Linked DNA regions of Danio rerio: region 1 is linked to region 2. A link is a contact called in public Micro-C data. All regions are on one chromosome and are shown on one strand. Each heading gives the region's core, a stretch centred on a gene start, on an enhancer-like site or on the middle of the called end of the contact. The rest is flanking DNA. Distances are from core to core; before and after follow the strand shown.

The links. Hi-C and Micro-C count contacts between places; a contact is called where the count stands out from the background.
Region 1: a contact with region 2 is called in a Micro-C map of caudal fin, with 8 times the contacts expected there. The contact joins two enhancer-like sites. A contact is called at or near these places in 2 of 18 Hi-C or Micro-C datasets (caudal fin and an unstated tissue).

What each region holds. Positions count from the first base shown.
Region 1 is chr11:37,091,551-37,095,971 of GRCz12tu, reverse strand. It overlaps chchd4a (coiled-coil-helix-coiled-coil-helix domain containing 4a), which reads left to right. Exons shown (of 3, transcript NM_001003538.2): 3 at 1,534-2,276. The coding sequence ends at 1,853. si:dkey-202e22.2 reads right to left here. Exons shown (of 11, transcript XM_073916939.1): 11 at 4,407-4,421. Among named protein-coding and RNA genes, the nearest start is that of chchd4a, 4.3 kb to the left of the region's middle. Within about 2 kb of position 1,766, at least 14 of the 62 cell types and tissues checked have an H3K27ac peak or open chromatin away from gene starts, as enhancers often do.
Region 2 is chr11:36,979,526-36,984,249 of GRCz12tu, reverse strand. It overlaps dnah1 (dynein, axonemal, heavy chain 1), which reads left to right. Exons shown (of 77, transcript XM_068224387.1): 48 at 192-327; 49 at 2,408-2,616; 50 at 3,005-3,176. Among named protein-coding and RNA genes, the nearest start is that of mapkapk3, 38 kb to the right of the region's middle. Within about 2 kb of position 3,034, at least 10 of the 62 cell types and tissues checked have an H3K27ac peak or open chromatin away from gene starts, as enhancers often do.

The DNA of each region.
Region 1 (4,421 bases), core at 517-3,016, 110 kb before region 2:
ACGGTGGCACAATTTAGATAAAAATTATCAGTATAATTGCAATATTTGTATTGCAGAGCAGAGAAGTACGATAATAAAAGTTTGTTTTGATAATATAAGCTCATATACAGTTGAAGTCAGAATTATTAGTCCCTGCTTTGAATTATTATTATTATTATTTTTATATTCCCCAGATGATGTTTAACAGAGCAAGGAAATGTTCACAGTATGTCTGATAATATTTTTTCTTCTGGAGAAAGTCTTATTTGGTTTGTTTCAGCTAGAATAAAAGCAGATTTAATTTTTTTAGAAACCATAAGGACAAAATTATTTTTCTTTCTAACTTTCTTCAGAACAAACCATCATTATACACTAACTTACCTAATTACCCTAACCTGCCTAGTTAACCTAATGAACCAAGTTAAGCCTTTAAATGTCACTTTAAGCTGTATAGAAGTGTCTTGAAAAATATCTTGTCAAATATAAGTTACTGTCATCATGGCAAAGATAAAATAAATCAGTTAATAAAAATGAGTTGTTATTATATTATATAGATACTATTATGATTAGAAATGTGTTAAAAAAATATTCTCCCTGTTAAACAGAAATTGGTTGGGGGTGCTAATAATTCAGACTTCAATGCATATATGTTCTGTATACAGAGTGTGTGTGTGTGTATAGAAAATGTTTATTTAAGAATGTTTATATCATTTGTATCATATACATGTACAGTTGAAGTCAGAATTATCTTGTTTTACATTATTTTATCTTTGCCATGATGCATACTATTCTAGATCTTTTTCAAGATACTAGTATTCAGCTTAAAGTGACAGTTAAAGGCTTAACTAGGTTATTTAGGCAAGTTAAGGTAATTAGGTGTATCTTTGTTTAAAGATTAAAAATAATATAGCTTAATGAGGCTAATAATATTGACCTTAAAATGGTTATTGAAAAAAATAAAACTGCTTTTACTCTTGTTGAAATAAAACAAATACCTTTTTAGAGAAGAAAAAAATACCATAGGATATACTGCAAAAGATGACTTGCTCTGTTAAACATCGTTTGGGGACATCTACTTCAACTGTATATATTATATATGTAAATTTAAATAGCTATGTAACAACTTTTTTGTTTAGTTGTGTGTGTGTGTGTGTGTGTGTGTGTGTGTGTGTGTGCATGCATGCGCGCGCATGTATGCGTGCATGCCAAGCCCAAGAAAATTCTTACCCCTGGGGTATGAGTCATTTTGGCCTTGAAAGTAATTTAAACACACATTATGCCAAAACAAACTTTTTTTTGGATGCAGTTAATCACTACAACTCTGCGCAGCACTAGATAAATTACATTTATTTATATTCCAATTTTTTGTGTAATAGGTTGATTATATATACAATCAAACATGGGGTTTTTCTATCTTTATATATAGTTATCAAAAATTCGTAATACTCAACAACATGGGATCTTTTCCCAGTATCGTGCAGCCATATCAGCTAGCATCATTTAAATCTCTTCTATAATTTATCTCCACAATACCCGTTTGCTATGATCCCACAGGTCTTATTCTACCTAATGGTGACATAAACTGGAACTGCCCGTGTTTGGGCGGCATGGCCAGTGGCCCTTGTGGACAGCAGTTCAAGGATGCGTTTTCATGTTTCCACTATAGCAAAGAGGAGATAAAGGGCTCCGATTGTGTGGAAAACTTCCGGGGTATGCAGGAGTGTATGCAGAAATACCCTGAGCTTTACCCTCAGGAAGACGACAACGACAGTGCCCCCTCTGGTGAAGCAAATACTGCACCCACTGACTCTCTCCCAGCATCCTCTACTGATTCCACAGCAGCAGCAGCCACAGAAAACCCAGCGACTAGCTAATGTTATCCTCACTTCACCCCCTCACAGCAAAGACAGCTCCACTTTTGACTATGAAGAGATCATATGTAACAATGCCCCAGAATCTGTGAAGCAAACAGATGCAGGAAGCTCTTAAACGTCAGGTTTTGTGATTAAAATGTGACATTAACGTGCACTTGAGAGACCTAAAAATGAGGTTCGGGATCTAAATGAGTGGCAGGTGAGTCTGCGCTTGGCTCTGTGAAACATTAGACTTCATTTGAATCATCCTGGTTTGTATCTTCTGGTTATTTGCTCCACAGATTGTTTGACTTGTGTACTGCTGCTACTACAGGCCACTTTGTGTTTGAGCAGTTTTTAGAAGAAAGGCTGAAATAACGCATCTATATACATTTCCTGTAATTATTTTGTTGTTGGAGTATGATTAAACACTTTTATGATGAAGAAATTGTTCTGTTGCTGATGTGTCTAGCATACAAGGTACGAACAGCAGGTGGCGTGAGTGAGTAAACCAGAAGCCTTATCTTTCAGCTGATGATGTATAGAAACTCACCGGCCACTTTATTAGGTACACCATACTAGTACAGAGTTGGACCCCCTTTTGCCTTCAGAACTGCCTTAATTCTTCGTGGCATAGATTCAACAAGGTAATGGAAATATTCCTCATAGATATTGGCTCATATTGACATGATAGCATCATGCAGTTGCTGCAGATTTGTCGAGAGGGTGCTCGCTGCAGAGCCATTTAAGCAGAGCTGAGCTCCAGCGAGGGGGAGCATGAGCTCTCGTTCTGCCTCCTGTAAGCTGTTTTAATGCATACACCAACCCCACCCCAAACCCTACCCCCAGTGACATCACTCGTAGAACAAGTGCAAAAAAGGTGGAGCTCAAGCTCCCCCTCGCTAGAGCTCAGCTCGCCCAAATGGCTCTGCAGCGAGCACCACTTGGATTTGTCGGCTGCACGTCCATGATGCGATCTCCCGTTCCACCACATCTCAAATGTGCCCTATTGGATTGATTTCTGGTGACTGTGGAGGCCATTTGTGTATAGTGAACTCATTTTCATGTTCAAGAAACCAGTCTGAGATTTATGACAGGGCGTGTTATCCTGGTGGAAGTAGCTATCAGAAGATGAGTTCACTGTGGTCATAAAGGTATGGACATGGTCAGCAACAGTACTCAGGTAGGCTGTGGTGTTGACACAATGCTCAATTAGTACTAATGGGTCTAAAGTGTGCCAAGAAAATATCCCCCACACCTTTACACCACCACCACCAGCCTGAACTATTGATACAAGGCAGGATGGATCCATGTTGTTGACGCCAAATCCCTACCATCCAAATGTTACAGCAAAAAATCGAGACTCATCAGACCAGGCAACGTTTTTTCAAATCTTCTATCGTCCAGTTTTGGTGAGCCTGAGTGAATTGAAGCCTCAGTTTCCTGTTTTTAGCTGACAGGAGTGGCACTTGTTGTGCGTTCAGACATGCTCTTCTGGATACCTTGGTTGTAACGAGTGGTTATTTGAGTTACTGTTGCCTTTCAGTCAGCTCAAACCAGTCTGGCTATTCTACTCTGACCTTCAGGACCATTCTCTGTAAACCCTAGAGATGGTTATCCATGAAACCCAGCAGATCAGCAGTTTTTGGAATACTCTGACCAGTCTGGCTCCAACAACCATGCCATATTCAAAGTCACTTAATCAACTTTCTTCTTCAGTCTGATGCTTGTTTTGAACTGCAGCAGATCGTCTTGACCATGTCTACGAGCCTAAATGCATTGATTTCCTGCCATGTTAGCTGATTAGAAATTTGTGTTAACGAGCAGTTGACAGGTGTACCTAATAAAGTGTATACAGCGAAAGGGGGAAAATTAAGACTTAAATTCAGTTTCGCTTGATTTATTAGGTAAAGTTTTAATATGCATCTTATTTGATAGTTCTGATAAAAAATAAGTCATTAAAAAGCTTATGATGTTTGATTGAACCAAATATTGACTAATATTGGTAAAATATTGAAATTTATTAAATGTTATTGACATATCGACTTCATAACTCTTTAATATCAAACATTTACCATTGTTTTCAAACAATTGGATACAAACATTTAAGAAAACAGGCCCATCTTTGTTATTTTATGCAAAAAACTATCTAGATGACAACATTTTGTTTTTAAATTTGGAAGAAATGTCTTTATCATTTAGAGAATAAAACAAAAATTACATGAAATCCAGAGAAACTGAATTTTAATTTAATTTATTTTTCCCCACGGTTACAAGTGATCTGCTATTCATTATAGGGAATCAATGTTATGAATAAGCTGATTTTCTGTTAAGCAAATATGTTGTTCCAGAGACTATTAGGTTATGTTTAAAAGAAATATCTAATATTTAGCTCTTGTTTCTAGATCCATTTTTAACACATCGTTAAAGTGTTAAAAATTGCCCGGATATCAAGTTTTTAGGTGTTTTACACTCATTTTGGCCCCTTTGTTCGTCAATGTCATTTATAAATCTAGTTCATTCAAAACCTTAATGTCATTTTTCTTGTTTTGATTAAACAAGAAACCTATTTCATCTCTAAAATCTTGT
Region 2 (4,724 bases), core at 1,785-4,284:
CCACAAAGAAATTATTACAGTGAGGCTGCCATTATTTACCACCATCAGTCAAAATAGGAACACCCACCTCATTGAAGTCCCTTAGAAACATATTGAACAGTCATTCATTTATATGGAAACCAGGCGTCAGTGATACACCAAATAAAAGACTGACACACATTTTGTCTTTGTGACCGACCTTGTATTATCAGAGCTGAGTATGAGTGCTTCCAGATTGAACTCTCCAAAAACTATGGCCTCCTGGAGTGGAGAGAGGACATCAAGAGCATCATGCTAAAGGCTGGCATGCAGAACGTGCAAATCACCTTCCTGTTTGTAGATACACAGGTGAGATTACAGATTGGCATCATAAATTATATATATTATAGCAGGGAAAATAAGCATTGAATGCTTCATGTTTTTTCCTGGGAATAATATTTCTAAAGGAGCTGTTGACATGGGATTGAACCAGATTTTGGTAAAAACATAAACAATACAGACATAAAACAAAACTAAAAATATCTGAATAATGAGTCATGTGCAATAACAATGGAATGACACAAGTAGAAAGTACTGAACTGCTGAAACATATTTAATACTTGATGGTGATGGCAGCTTGAAGACGTCTCTCATATGGAGAATGAAGTTGCATAAATTGCTCTGGTGTTTTTCACAGACTTCAACAGAGTGTAAAAATCTTGATGGTTCTGTGGGTCTCGTCTATCACATCTGATCTTTATTTTGTATTAAATCTAATCTAATGGATTCAAGTCAGGTGATTGGCTGGGCCATTCTACAGCTTGATTTTTTTTTTCTGATTTTTCTTGGCTGTGTTTTGGATCATTGTCTTGCTGAAACGTCCACTCTGGTTTCATCTTCATCATCCTGATAATGCAGATGTTGGACTGAAGCAGCTAATATTTGTTTACAATGAGGAAGGGCAAAGGGTTACTGAAGAACTACTCAGAGATTTCAGGTGTTGGGCTTTCACTGCCTTTCTATACCTCCCTTTCTTCAAGTGTTCAATACTTCCCCCTGCGTCATTTCATTGTATTTCCCATAACTTAATTAGTAAACTAACTCGATTTGTTTTCTTTGCATATATGGATTTCTTTGGTTGTTTCCAACATCCAGTGAAATTTCATGTTAACAGCACCTTTATTCAATTCAATTTGGTGACGTGTTCAATACTTATTTTCCCAGCTGTATATATATTTTATATTGTGCAAAAGTTTTGGTCTCCCAAGAGTTTTGGTGTTTTAGCAAAAGTTTAATGACCTTCCAGATATAAGGCTTGTCTCTGCATTAAAATATAAACAGAAATATGTACACAAATAAACTTTTTTTTAATCTCTTTCCAGACAATCCCATACTGCCTCTATAATACTACGGTATATTAAGGTCTGGACTCTGTGTAGTCCATTTCATCTGTTTTAGTTTTTTTTCTATAAATATAATGTATTTCTGTAAATATCATATAATTTTATAATCAATATCATTATAAATACCATTACTGCTCAGGTGAAGAGCGAGAGATTGTTATACTACATTATAAATAAATATAAATAATTATACTAAAATGACGAATCTGATGGTGGCCAAAAAGTTTTGAAAGCTGCTAAAGACACTAAAAGCAATATTGTGCAATTTTACTATGTAACACTGCAGATTTAATTTGTTAATTTGTAAATAAGTTAAATACATAAGGTAAAATGAACTAGCATATTTCTAAACCAAAAATCTTTTAAAGCATTTAATTGTTTTATTAATAAATATATTTTAACAGTTGCTAATACATTACTAAAATCGAACGTTGCACATCTTGATATTAATAATTACAATAACATGAATAACAATGATTATTTATTAACATTAACAGAGATTCAAAAATACTCAAACAAATGAATTGGTTATCATCTGTTAATGTCAGTTAATACATTAAATGTTATTTTAAATGACTAAACTGTCATTTATTTCTGTCAGGGTTGAATTGTTAGCATTTGTTTAAAATATGATTCTTTGGTACTCAAGTTATTTTATTTTAAGAAGTGTATTTATTTAAAATCCATTGTAACATAATAACAGTCCTAACCTAGCTATTTAAAGTCAATGTATTTTTTTTATTAATTAATAAATTATTAACCCTGCAAAAAAAATGTAATTTTGCACTTCCCTGATTGTAGTACAACAGTAAAAGCAGCCCTCAGTAAGTTCTCATCACTGAGTAAAAGAAGCCATATAACAAACTTCTCTGATCTTAGGCTAATGGACTTTCCAGTCTGTAAATAAATTATCCTAATAGATTTATCTGTACCTCGTCACTATTTCCAAACACACACACACTTTTTCAGCAACATCCTACTCAAGTCTTCAACATAAATATTTTTGTCTGTTTGTTTCTTTGTGTGTTTTCTTTTCTGGTTTTCAGATTAAGAGCGAATCTTTCCTGGAAGATGTGAACAACATCCTCAACTCAGGCGACGTGCCCAATCTGTACACTTCAGAGGAACAGGAGCGGATCCTCACTGCTATGAAACCGGTGGTTCAGGACATGGGCCAGCAGCCCACCAAAGCCAACCTCATGGCTGCCTACGTCAATAGAGTCCGCAGCAACATCCACACTGTCCTCTGCATGAGGTTGATCTTTATATATTAAGATATATCAGTGCTACAAATTCATATAGTTACTTTTTGTCATATATTTTAAATGTATTTAAAGAACGACAGCATATAACTTTTTATCGACAAAAGATATAGATGCCAGTGGGAGGTTAGTATGAAGAAAATATAAACATACAAACTACAAGTGTGTGTTGGCCTTTTGCTGATTAAAGGGTCTTTTACACTGGTAATATATATGCACATTTCAGTGAATAAAACCATAAAATTAGGTTTACTCTTATGTCAGACAGATCTCATTTTCAGCCATGGTGGATATGTCAGACAGATCTTTTTTTCAGCTATGATTTATACATAGTATGCAATGTTACAGTTTGTAAACTCTTTTCTCTGTCTCCATCTACAGTCCGGTAGGGGAAGTGTTTCGCGCTCGCCTCAGACAGTTTCCCTCTCTTGTAAACTGCTGCACTATTGACTGGTTCAGTGCTTGGCCACAGGAGGCACTAGAGTCTGTAGCAACATCTTTTCTCAATGAGCTTCCAGAACTGGAGTCCAATCCTAAGACCATCCAGAGCCTGGTAAGGACGAGTGTGTCAAATGGATCCCAAAACTCATGATTCAGATCACAGTTTTATGACTTACAGTTGAAGTCAGAGAGTTATTAGCCCTCCTGTATATTTTTTCCCCAATTTCTAATGGAAAGAAGATTTTTTTAGCACATTTTTAAGCATAATAGTTTTAATAACACATTTTTAATAACTGATTTATTTTATCTTTGCCATGAGGACAGTAAATAATATTTTACTAGATACTTTTCAAGATACTAGTAATTCAGATTAAAGTAACACTTAAAGGCTTAATTAGGGTAATTAATTTTATTAGGTAAGTTAGGGTAATTAGGCATGTCATTGTATAACAATGTTTTTTCTCTGTAGACACAGAGAAAAAAATGATCGAAAAAATAGTGCTTAAGGGGGCTAATAATATTATTGACCTTAACATTTAAAAAAAAAAATCAAAACTGCTTTTATTGTAGGCAAACTAAAAAAACAAGACTTTGTCCAGAAAAAGAATTATAGGAAATACTGTAAAAAAATTCCTTGCTCTGTTTAACCTCATTTGGAAAATATTTGAAAAAGGACAGAAAATTCACAGGACGGCTAACAGTTTTGACTTCAGCTGTATTTGGTCAATAAAATGGAACTGAAAACTCATGATTCAGATTACATTTCGTTTCTTTGCAGATCAGATCAGATCTTTTTTTAGATCAGCAAAAAATAAGATAAATATAATTTCCTTTTCTTAATTTATAAAAAAAAAACTACAGAAACTTTGTCAACTTAGAAATCAATGTAAGTTGAATAAATAAATAAGTTACTTGAATGAATTCACATAACTTTTTAAATATATTTTCCTTAAATGAATTAATTTATTTGTATCATAAAGCACATCCTGCACTTTATTGTATCACTCATGCCTTTTCATTAAAAGCTAAACCACAAATGCAAGCACTTTTGAGGACATATTTGAAGGTATATTATGTTTCAGAAGCAAACAACTGGTATCTGGTATTGTATTTTTTGTTTTCTTATACCATTATAACATGTGTACTTTACAGAGCATTAATATGTATGGTAGGCCTACTTTATTTTTATGCTTCAGTCATTGGTTCAATGTTGCTTGAGAGGCCATGTCACAATGCCTGCATGCTGTAAACCTGTCACAGCCAGGCTAGGTTCTTCCCACTCCCATTCACAGAATTCACCCGTTCACTGTCACTCCAATCAGCAAGACCCCCGACTACTAATCACCGATGCACATGCACGCCATTCCCCTTTCATCTTGTTACCTTGTAAACACCTGCATGCTCAATCACAAGGCATTCAAGTTCATCTCCTTCTTCATCAATTAGATTAATATGCCCCTTTCACATAAACATAACATGATTTCTGTAAATTGTATCGCATTTAAAAATGTTAAAAAGTCTTTCAAAGTCTTTCACTCTGGTTGTTAAACAAAAAAATCCACAATAAAAACAGCAGGTCATGTGGATGCCAATCTGTCTGTCATTATCTAAATAGATCAATTTGTTTAACTCCTAGTGTAAATGTATACATGAGCACAAA